Linked DNA regions of Sus scrofa: region 2 is linked to region 1. A link is a contact called in public HiChIP or PLAC-seq data. All regions are on one chromosome and are shown on one strand. Each heading gives the region's core, a stretch centred on a gene start, on an enhancer-like site or on the middle of the called end of the contact. The rest is flanking DNA. Distances are from core to core; before and after follow the strand shown.

The links. HiChIP or PLAC-seq counts read pairs in DNA pulled down with a chosen protein or histone mark.
Region 2: a contact with region 1 is called in an H3K27ac HiChIP or PLAC-seq map of alveolar macrophages. The contact joins the promoter of MED20 here to the promoter of LOC100737927 in region 1. A contact is called at or near these places in 1 of 5 promoter capture datasets (liver) and 1 of 2 datasets of contacts at active chromatin or transcription factors (alveolar macrophages).

What each region holds. Positions count from the first base shown.
Region 1 is chr7:36,408,620-36,412,569 of Sscrofa11.1, reverse strand. It overlaps LOC100737927 (adenylate cyclase type 10), which reads right to left and starts at 2,051. Exons shown (of 32, transcript XM_021098668.1): 1 at 1,889-2,051; 2 at 868-972. The coding sequence starts at 2,045. It also overlaps a transcript of NFYA not described here.
Region 2 is chr7:37,072,204-37,076,153 of Sscrofa11.1, reverse strand. MED20 (mediator complex subunit 20) reads left to right here and starts at 2,004. Exons shown (of 4, transcript NM_001206352.1): 1 at 2,004-2,147. The coding sequence starts at 2,134. BYSL (bystin like) reads right to left here and starts at 1,637. Exons shown (of 7, transcript NM_001130731.1): 1 at 1,345-1,637. The coding sequence starts at 1,612.

The DNA of each region.
Region 1 (3,950 bases), core at 802-3,301:
CTGTGGCGTAGGTCGGCAGTTGTAGCTCTGATTGGACCCCTAGCCTGGGACCCTCCATATGTTGCAGATGTGGCCCTAAAAAGCAAAACAAACAAAAAACTCCCCGCAAAAACTTGATGAGATCAGCGGAAAGACTTATACTTGTTCCTCAGGGGTAAGGGGTGATTCACATAGCCATTTATATGGCTAAAGTAGATGCCGCAAAGTAACTATTGTGGTGACTCTTGGAATGATAGCCAGAACTCTATGGGACACTGTCAGTAAAGGAAGGGAATATTTTATTAGTACTAAAGGGTATAGGACCAATTTGTTAGGTAGACCTAACTAGACTGAAAGCTCCTTGAAGAGCAGGGTTTTGCACTCCCTGCGCCTATTACAGTGTATGTCATAGGGCAGGTACTCAAAACATGTTTACTGTACAAACAAAAAGGTTTCTTTTCCCCCCAGATTAAGCAAGAAAGAAAGAATACTCATTCTTACCTCACAGGGGATCAAAATGCAATAACAGAATGGGAAGGTGTTTTATAAATTACATCTTATATACACACAAGAGGCCCATTATATTCTGGTTAGAAGACACAAACTGAGGGACACCTTATTTACTAATTAATACAAACATGCAAAGTACAAATTAAAATTAGCATTTTTCCCCCTTTCTGAACACTGAGTCAACAGATGTGAGATTGAGGAGAATGACAGATACAGGCAAAGATCTAGCTTGTTCGTGGCAAACCTGAAGAAATAAAAGAGGAGTGACAGCAAAGGAATGACCCTTTAGTATCTGTTTTAAAGTACCCCAGGCGTCCTTGTGTTGCAAACCCTCAGGAGCCCAGCACACCTCCTTGCTCCCCTACAGTGGTCACTCACGCTCCACGATGTCACTAATGTAATAGCTGAAGATGTGGGCCAGTTTGTCCATGTCATGTTCCAACTTGCAGCTCAGGCTGAACCTGTCCATTAATGCTGTAAACCCTGACCAACAAAGCACAAATGACTACGTTAGCTGCAAATCCTAAACTTTTAACCCCTAACCCCTCCACACATCAGGCCAGTGTGAAGGAAGCATATCTCTTCAAGATGAGTAATTTCATTATCCTTGCTAAGTTCCTTAGCAAGTACTCAGAGCCAGGCTGATTGCTGCTGCCTCTGGGAGTGCAGAGCAGCCCCCCCGCCCCCACGTTTCTAGAAGCTGCAGATGGTGAAGATTCATCCACAAGTGACTTTTTCCTCAGAATCCAGTTACTCCTTTCCCATCATACCCTCTTAAGACTCCCTGGCCAAGGGAAACGACAGGATTCTCTTGCTCTGTGAGGGAGAGAGAAATCACTGACAAGGAGAATGGATTAAAAACCTTTATGGAGAACTTAAAATGGTGAGCTGAGCTCCTTGAGGACAGGCACCTGAATCACTCATCTTTATATCCATGACACATAAAACTCCATAAATATCTGTTAAATGAAGGCCTCTCATAGTAGCTACTAAGTCTTTTAACTCCTAGAATAAAGGCAGGCACATACTTATAGACCCAAAGAAGGAATTACTGAGCAAATAAAATCATTGGATTAGGTGGATGCTTACTGGGAAATGTTCGGGATTGGGGGAAAACTTGGGTTCAAAACCTGTTATGGCTTTAAAGTCCTTTCTCCTTTCTGAGCCTCAATTTCACCATTTCTGAAGTGAACTCGGGATACATAAGGTCGTCCCGAAAGGCGTCCTCCTGCTCTGAAAATGACCCTGTTTCCCGCGGAGGCAGCGGAAAGTGCAGTGAAAGAGCGCCTTAGCTCGCTCCGGGGCCAGGCCGGTAACTGCCGAGGCCTCTACGAGCTGAGGCCCAACGGCTGCCCCTCCTGCAGGCCGGGGAGAGCGACGCTCCTCCCCTTGTCCTCACCCGTCACGTGGACGCCAAGGAGGACGCCCTGGGCCGTGGCGAGCTCGGGTTCTGATCCCCCGGGCTTCCTGAAAACCAGCAGGTCGGGCAGCAGCGCCGCCAAGCGGGCCTCTACTGGCCACTGAGGCGGCACCGCCTCCCGCTCGCCGGTCGCCATGGCGGCGGCGGGGCTGCCCGCCAAGCTACCGGAAACAAGTTTACTCCGAATAGTAGCCAATCCGCAACCACGGCCCTTACGGTCCCTCCCACCAACCAATCAGCGCGGGGATCCTTGGGTCAGTACCAATGGAAAGCCGCCGGAGGCCCCGCCCCAGCTGCTTCCCATTGCCTTTTTCCCTCGCTCTGGCTTCCGGGGGGGAGGGGCGGAAGGCGGGCAAGGGCGGAGCATATAGTTAATAGCTGAAATTTTTGATCTCCTTGAAAACTGGTGATCCTTCCACGACGAAACTAATCACCTGGGATAAATTCAGTAGGGTGGTCTTTTCCCCTTACCACTAAAGTAGGAATTTCGTTTCTAGGTCGTCTTTTTAGTTTTCTAAGGACAAGCAAATTCAGGATACTTTTTAAATACACACCGAAGCTATTTAACAGTCCTTTTCCTTGTTAGGAAGTTTCTTCCACTTCTGTTGTCTGCCAGGATGGATCACTGGATCTCATGGGATGCTCCCCGGGGGCGTTTTTTCTCAAGTAAGTCCCTGACTTGAGTGTGAAAATGGCACATCTGAAGCTGCCAGTCCATTGCTCAGATTTGTGAATACAAAACAATAAAAGGATGAGCATGTTGTGATTTCTAACCATCAGAAAATGCATGTTTTTTAACATAAATAAAAACAATCTAAAAATTACGTCTTCACTTCTTTAGTTCTACAACACACCATAAATTGAGGCTGTTTTGGTGAAAACTAAAGGGCTAATCTTACTAATGGAATTACTTTCATTATGTTTTCATTAACACTTGCAGTGAGAAGACCAAATGTATGATCAGCCCACAGATGTCAGAATCTCCTTAGTAGGGTGGGAGGACCAAAAGGGAAGGAAAAGAGACCAAGGGGAGATACACAGCTGAGATGCTGGACAACCTCTGTAAGTTTGACACACTGTCCACAGAACTTGCATGTGTATTTATGGTTTACCAACCATTATAAACATAACCCAAGGGATGTAGACTCCTCAAAACTCAAGACACTTTTTAGCATTTTTATAAATTTATTTATTTTAAAAAATAACAATTGAAATGACATCAATGATCCATCACCTGTGCTCCCCTACTGCTGGGAGGAAAAAAACCTGTGTAGTTTAGTCCCAAAGGAAAATCAAGACATTATTATCAGGCACTCATTAGCCAGAAAAATGCTCTGTTGGTCCAGTGGTAGAGACACTGACATGTTCGATGTACCAGTGCAATTAAAATATATACATTTACAATTATCCTGCAAAAAAAAAAACCAAAAAACAAAAAAACCAAACCCAAGAAACACTCAAGAAGTGAAAGAACTACACATTAAACTAGTTATTCACTCATCCATTCATTCTTTTTGCATCTATGAAGTAATCACTACAGTCTCAAGGACAAATGGATAAAAGAATTTCTAGCAACAAAGAAAAAAAATCCAAACTTCAGTCCCACTTTGTGGGTTATTACGTGCTAAAATGACCACAATAAAGGGGCCATGAGCTACCTGAAATGCAATGACAAAATGACAACTGATGCATTTCATTTCAAATAAACCAAACTCAAACTCATGAAAAAAAAAAAAAAAAACCCAAAAAACAAAACCCACCCCCCCACAACAAAAATGAGGTTGGTATTATTATGTACAAACTTACAGACACAAATAAATAGCATTTTAGAACTAGGTGTTGGCTTAAGTACTAGAAATTAGATCTGAGTAATTTCTTTCTGAACTCTGCATGAGTATTAAAGAAACCAAAGGATATAAACTCCTCATTGCTTTTAGTAACCTATCATCTGAAAAACTTAGGGCTTACCACCTGAATCTCACATAAGGAGCCAGAAGTTTCTAGTAAGCCTACCTGGAAGCCAGGACAGATGACTAGATTC
Region 2 (3,950 bases), core at 755-3,254, 660 kb before region 1:
TTCACTGTGAACATGGCTCACAGGGCAAATGAAAGATGAGATCTGAGACCTGGACTAAACAAGCAACTTGGAGGTCAATACTCCCAGCCTAGTAAGGAAAAACTGACCCTCTTTTAATTAATCTCTTTCCCTCTTTAGCCCTTAAACGGTATCCTTCTTTCTGCTCAGAGCAGAAACTCCCCCGTTTCAGGTCTTGTAACTGAGCAGAGCCCCATGGGGCTCCTGGGCACAAGCCTTTCTGTGTCATCCATTTCTTGTTTTGGGAAATAAACTTCAGCCTCCATGACCTTCTCAGAGTTCCAAAGGGCAGGTTCACACAGTTGCTAATCAGGGGAGGGTGAGGATGCAGAGACTGGGGAGGAACAGTTAAAAGACAATAGTACAGGAATTCCTTTTGTGACTCCGTGGTAATGAACCCAACCAGCATCCAGGATGCGGGTTTGATCCCTGGCCTTGGAGGATCTGGTGTTGCCATGAGCTGTGATGCATGTCACAGACATGGCTTGGATCTGGCATTGCTGTGGCTGTGGTGTAGGTCAGCAGCTGCAGCTCTGACTGGACCCCTAGCTCAGGAACCTCCATATGCCACAGGTGCGGTCCTAAAAAGCAAAAAAAAAAAAAAACAAAAAACAGAGACAATAGTGCAACCTTGGGGCAGGTCCAGATTCCTCCTCAAGGAATATACATAGTATCTTTGAGCCCTTCTGCAGAACTATTACTTGATGAAGTATGAAGCATTCTTCAGTGGAAAAAAGGAGGACCACCAGAACCAGTCCTGGGGCCACTAAACAGGAGCGTGAGAAACCGTGCAAGTTTGCCTCGACCCTGGTCCTTAACTGCGGCTCTATTTTCCACTCTTACACTGTAAAACCATCTCCTAATCTCTCTCAAGGGGACCATAGTCTTTAGGGCACTAACCTGCTCTGGCCCTCCTTTGGCAGAGCAATAGAGATATCTTTTTCTTCTTCACCCAAAACCCTGTCTCTGTGCTTCAACTGGGCATCGGAGGACAGAGACAGAGTTTTGGCAACACTACCTGCCTCATATCCTAGCTCCCCTCCTCGCACCGGTTTCCTCCGTGCTACCTGAGATTCTGTCTCCCGGGCCTAGGTCCTAATTTTGCTCCAAATAAAACTTAACTCTCAACTTTTAGGTGAAGGTCTCCAGCCACCCTAAATCCGGCCAGGGCTGGGTCTCCCATTCCATTACCTTTGCTAGAGTGTAATACGCCCCCCTGGGTTTTTTTTTTTTTTTTTAATTCCAAACTATTATCCTGCCGGACACTTTTCAGCCTACCACTACCAACTACCCATCCTCTTTCTCGCACCCACTCTCGCTACTCACCCAGCCGCGTGGTGCGATCTTGAGGTGCCGCCGGCCTGTCCCCGGTCCCATGCTCAGCCTCGAGCTCCTCTTGCTGCTGCCGCGCTTGTTGCAAAATCCGTCGGGTCAGCCGAGGCCCCACGTACTCCTCCTCCTCTTCTCCGGTTCCGCGACCCCGCCGCTTTTCCCGGGTCCCCGCCCGCACCGCATTCCCAGCCAGGATTTGGTCGGCCAGGGGCGCATGCTTTTCCTGACCCTCGGCCCCGCGGGCGGCCTTGAGTTTGGGCATTTCGCTAGAAAACCTCGCCGGGAAGTTTCACATGTGGGGACAGAGGAAAAGCTCTGAGTGCGCCGGCGCAGGGAACTCCCCAGAGGCCAGACGGTGATTACAGCGCCCCCTGGTGTTCGGAGGCCGGACCTGCCACCATCCCCGCCCCACCCCCTGATAGAGCTCCTGAGTCCTGGAGCTGGACTCCCGAATAAACTCATTGCAATTAACATCGCCTTCTCTAAGCAGTGGCAGTCCAAGCCACGCTTTCTTAGCTTCATGAATCTAGGCCCGGGGTGATTTGTCGAATAGGAAGTCCCCGAGCTGCAAGCCTAGGGGGCGGAGCCCTGCAGTGACGTCACTGGAGGCGCCTGTACGCCCCGTTCCTCGTGGCCGCCGAAGGGACTCGCACTTTTTACGTTATTTCCGGAGCACCTCCTACTACCGAAGCTTTCGTTAGGTCGGTGGTTTCACCTCGCGTGGGCTGCAGCAGAGCACTGCGTATCAGCTGTTCAGTACTGTCATCTTCCTGGCCTAACATCATGGGAGTGACTTGGTAGGACTTCAAGGGATTTCGTGGGGCGAAGCTTGGGGTGGTGAAGGGCCGGTGGAGCCTCCAGTGTCCCCGAGAGGAGGATCGGGATCAGGGTCTGAGAGAGATGCCCTCGAGTTGTGTGGGTGAGGGGACCACTGTGAGGGCTGCGAAATCTGCGGGCCTTTTTCCTCGGAGATGCGCCCCTTCTTTCTCAAAGGTGGCAGGTTAAAAATTTTTATCTTAAGAATCCACCAGTGGTCGCGTACCTCCTTCCGTTTTTCTTGGTATATTCTTCCTGCTCGTCATCCCACAGTACTGCCTGGGGTCGGAAATAGTATGTCGGGTTTAGGACCCATCTGCAGTCAAGGTTGGATGGGTTGTGGGGAGGGAGATAGACAACATTGAAGGCAGTATCTTTTTTAGGTTTTTGCCCTTCCCTATGGCCACTAAATGCAGTTAGACCAGCCTGTGTCTAGTTCTAATTTGGCCATTTTAAGATCTCGGGTCTAGAGGGGGAAAAAAAGAAGCTATTGGGAGTTAGGAGATTGGGATGTTAGGCACATCACCTCCTCAGAACCTGTTTCCTACTATGTTTAATTACATGCTTGGTTTAGTTTCTGTGGACTTAATATCTGTAACGTGTTATGAGTCAGAGTGCAGGGAAATATGGGCCTCATGCTCTTGGAGGCATTAGTTCCAAAATGCTAGATTTCAGGGCTTAAAAGAAAAAAAAAAAAAAAGGTATCTGGAGCATCTTTCCAATCAGAGAGGGCTAGAGGCCAGGGTATCAGGAGTCAGTGGCTATAGAGTCTTCATATAAGAAAAGAGCCTGTGGGAATTCTTCCTCCCAGTCACCCAAGTCTTGCACACTTGTCAGTGACTGCACATTTGCTTCCTGCAGTTGACATCATGAGCCTCTTTGGAAGTCTTTTAGTGTAAGGAGGATGTGAAGAATGGAGATGAAAAGTTTCCTCCGCAGAGGCATGGAATCCTGGAAGCCCCTGTTGTTTTTTTCTTTTCTTTTTTAAATTAAAATATAGTTGATTTACAACATTGTGTCAGTTTCTGCTGTGAGGCCCCTGTTGTTGTTTTTGTTTTTGTTTTTGTTTTCTTTTTTCTTTTTTTCTTTTTAGGGCTGTTCCTACAGCTTTTTTTTTTTCTTCTTCTTTTTTTCTTTTTAGGGCCGTTCCTGTGTCACATGGAAGTTCCCAGGCTAGAGGTTGAATCAGAGCTGTGGCTGCCAGCCTGTGCCACAGCAATGCCAGATCCGAGCTGCATCTGCAACCTACACTACAGCTCATGGCACCGCCAGATCCTTAACCCACTGAGCGAGGCTAGGTGATCGAACCCATATCCTCATGGATACTGGTCACATTCTTAACCCGCTGAGCCACGAGCAGAACTCCGAAGCCCCTGTTCCTTCAGTGCAGAAGGCAGACAGAGGGAAAAGGCCCTCTGTTGGGACCCTTCTCGACTTTTCAGATTCCTAGTACTTTGGACCCCAGTTGTATCATCTAAGGGATTCTCTTATTTTTCAAAATAAAGGCCATCATCATTGTGGCTTGTTAGTGCTCTTCCTGATGGAGATTACTGACAATTTGTAGCAACAGCAGGGGTCTGTTTTTATATTTTCCTTTAGTTGATCATAATTGGTCATAAAGTAATGCAGTACCTCCCAAAATTCAGCCACATAATGATTGTCTTTATGATTTTTATATAACTTCATAGCACTTGAACTATTTATTTTTTTTTAATTTTTTTTTTCTTTTTGCCATTTCTTGGGCCGCTCCCGCAGCATATGGAGGTTCCCAGGCTAGGGGTCTA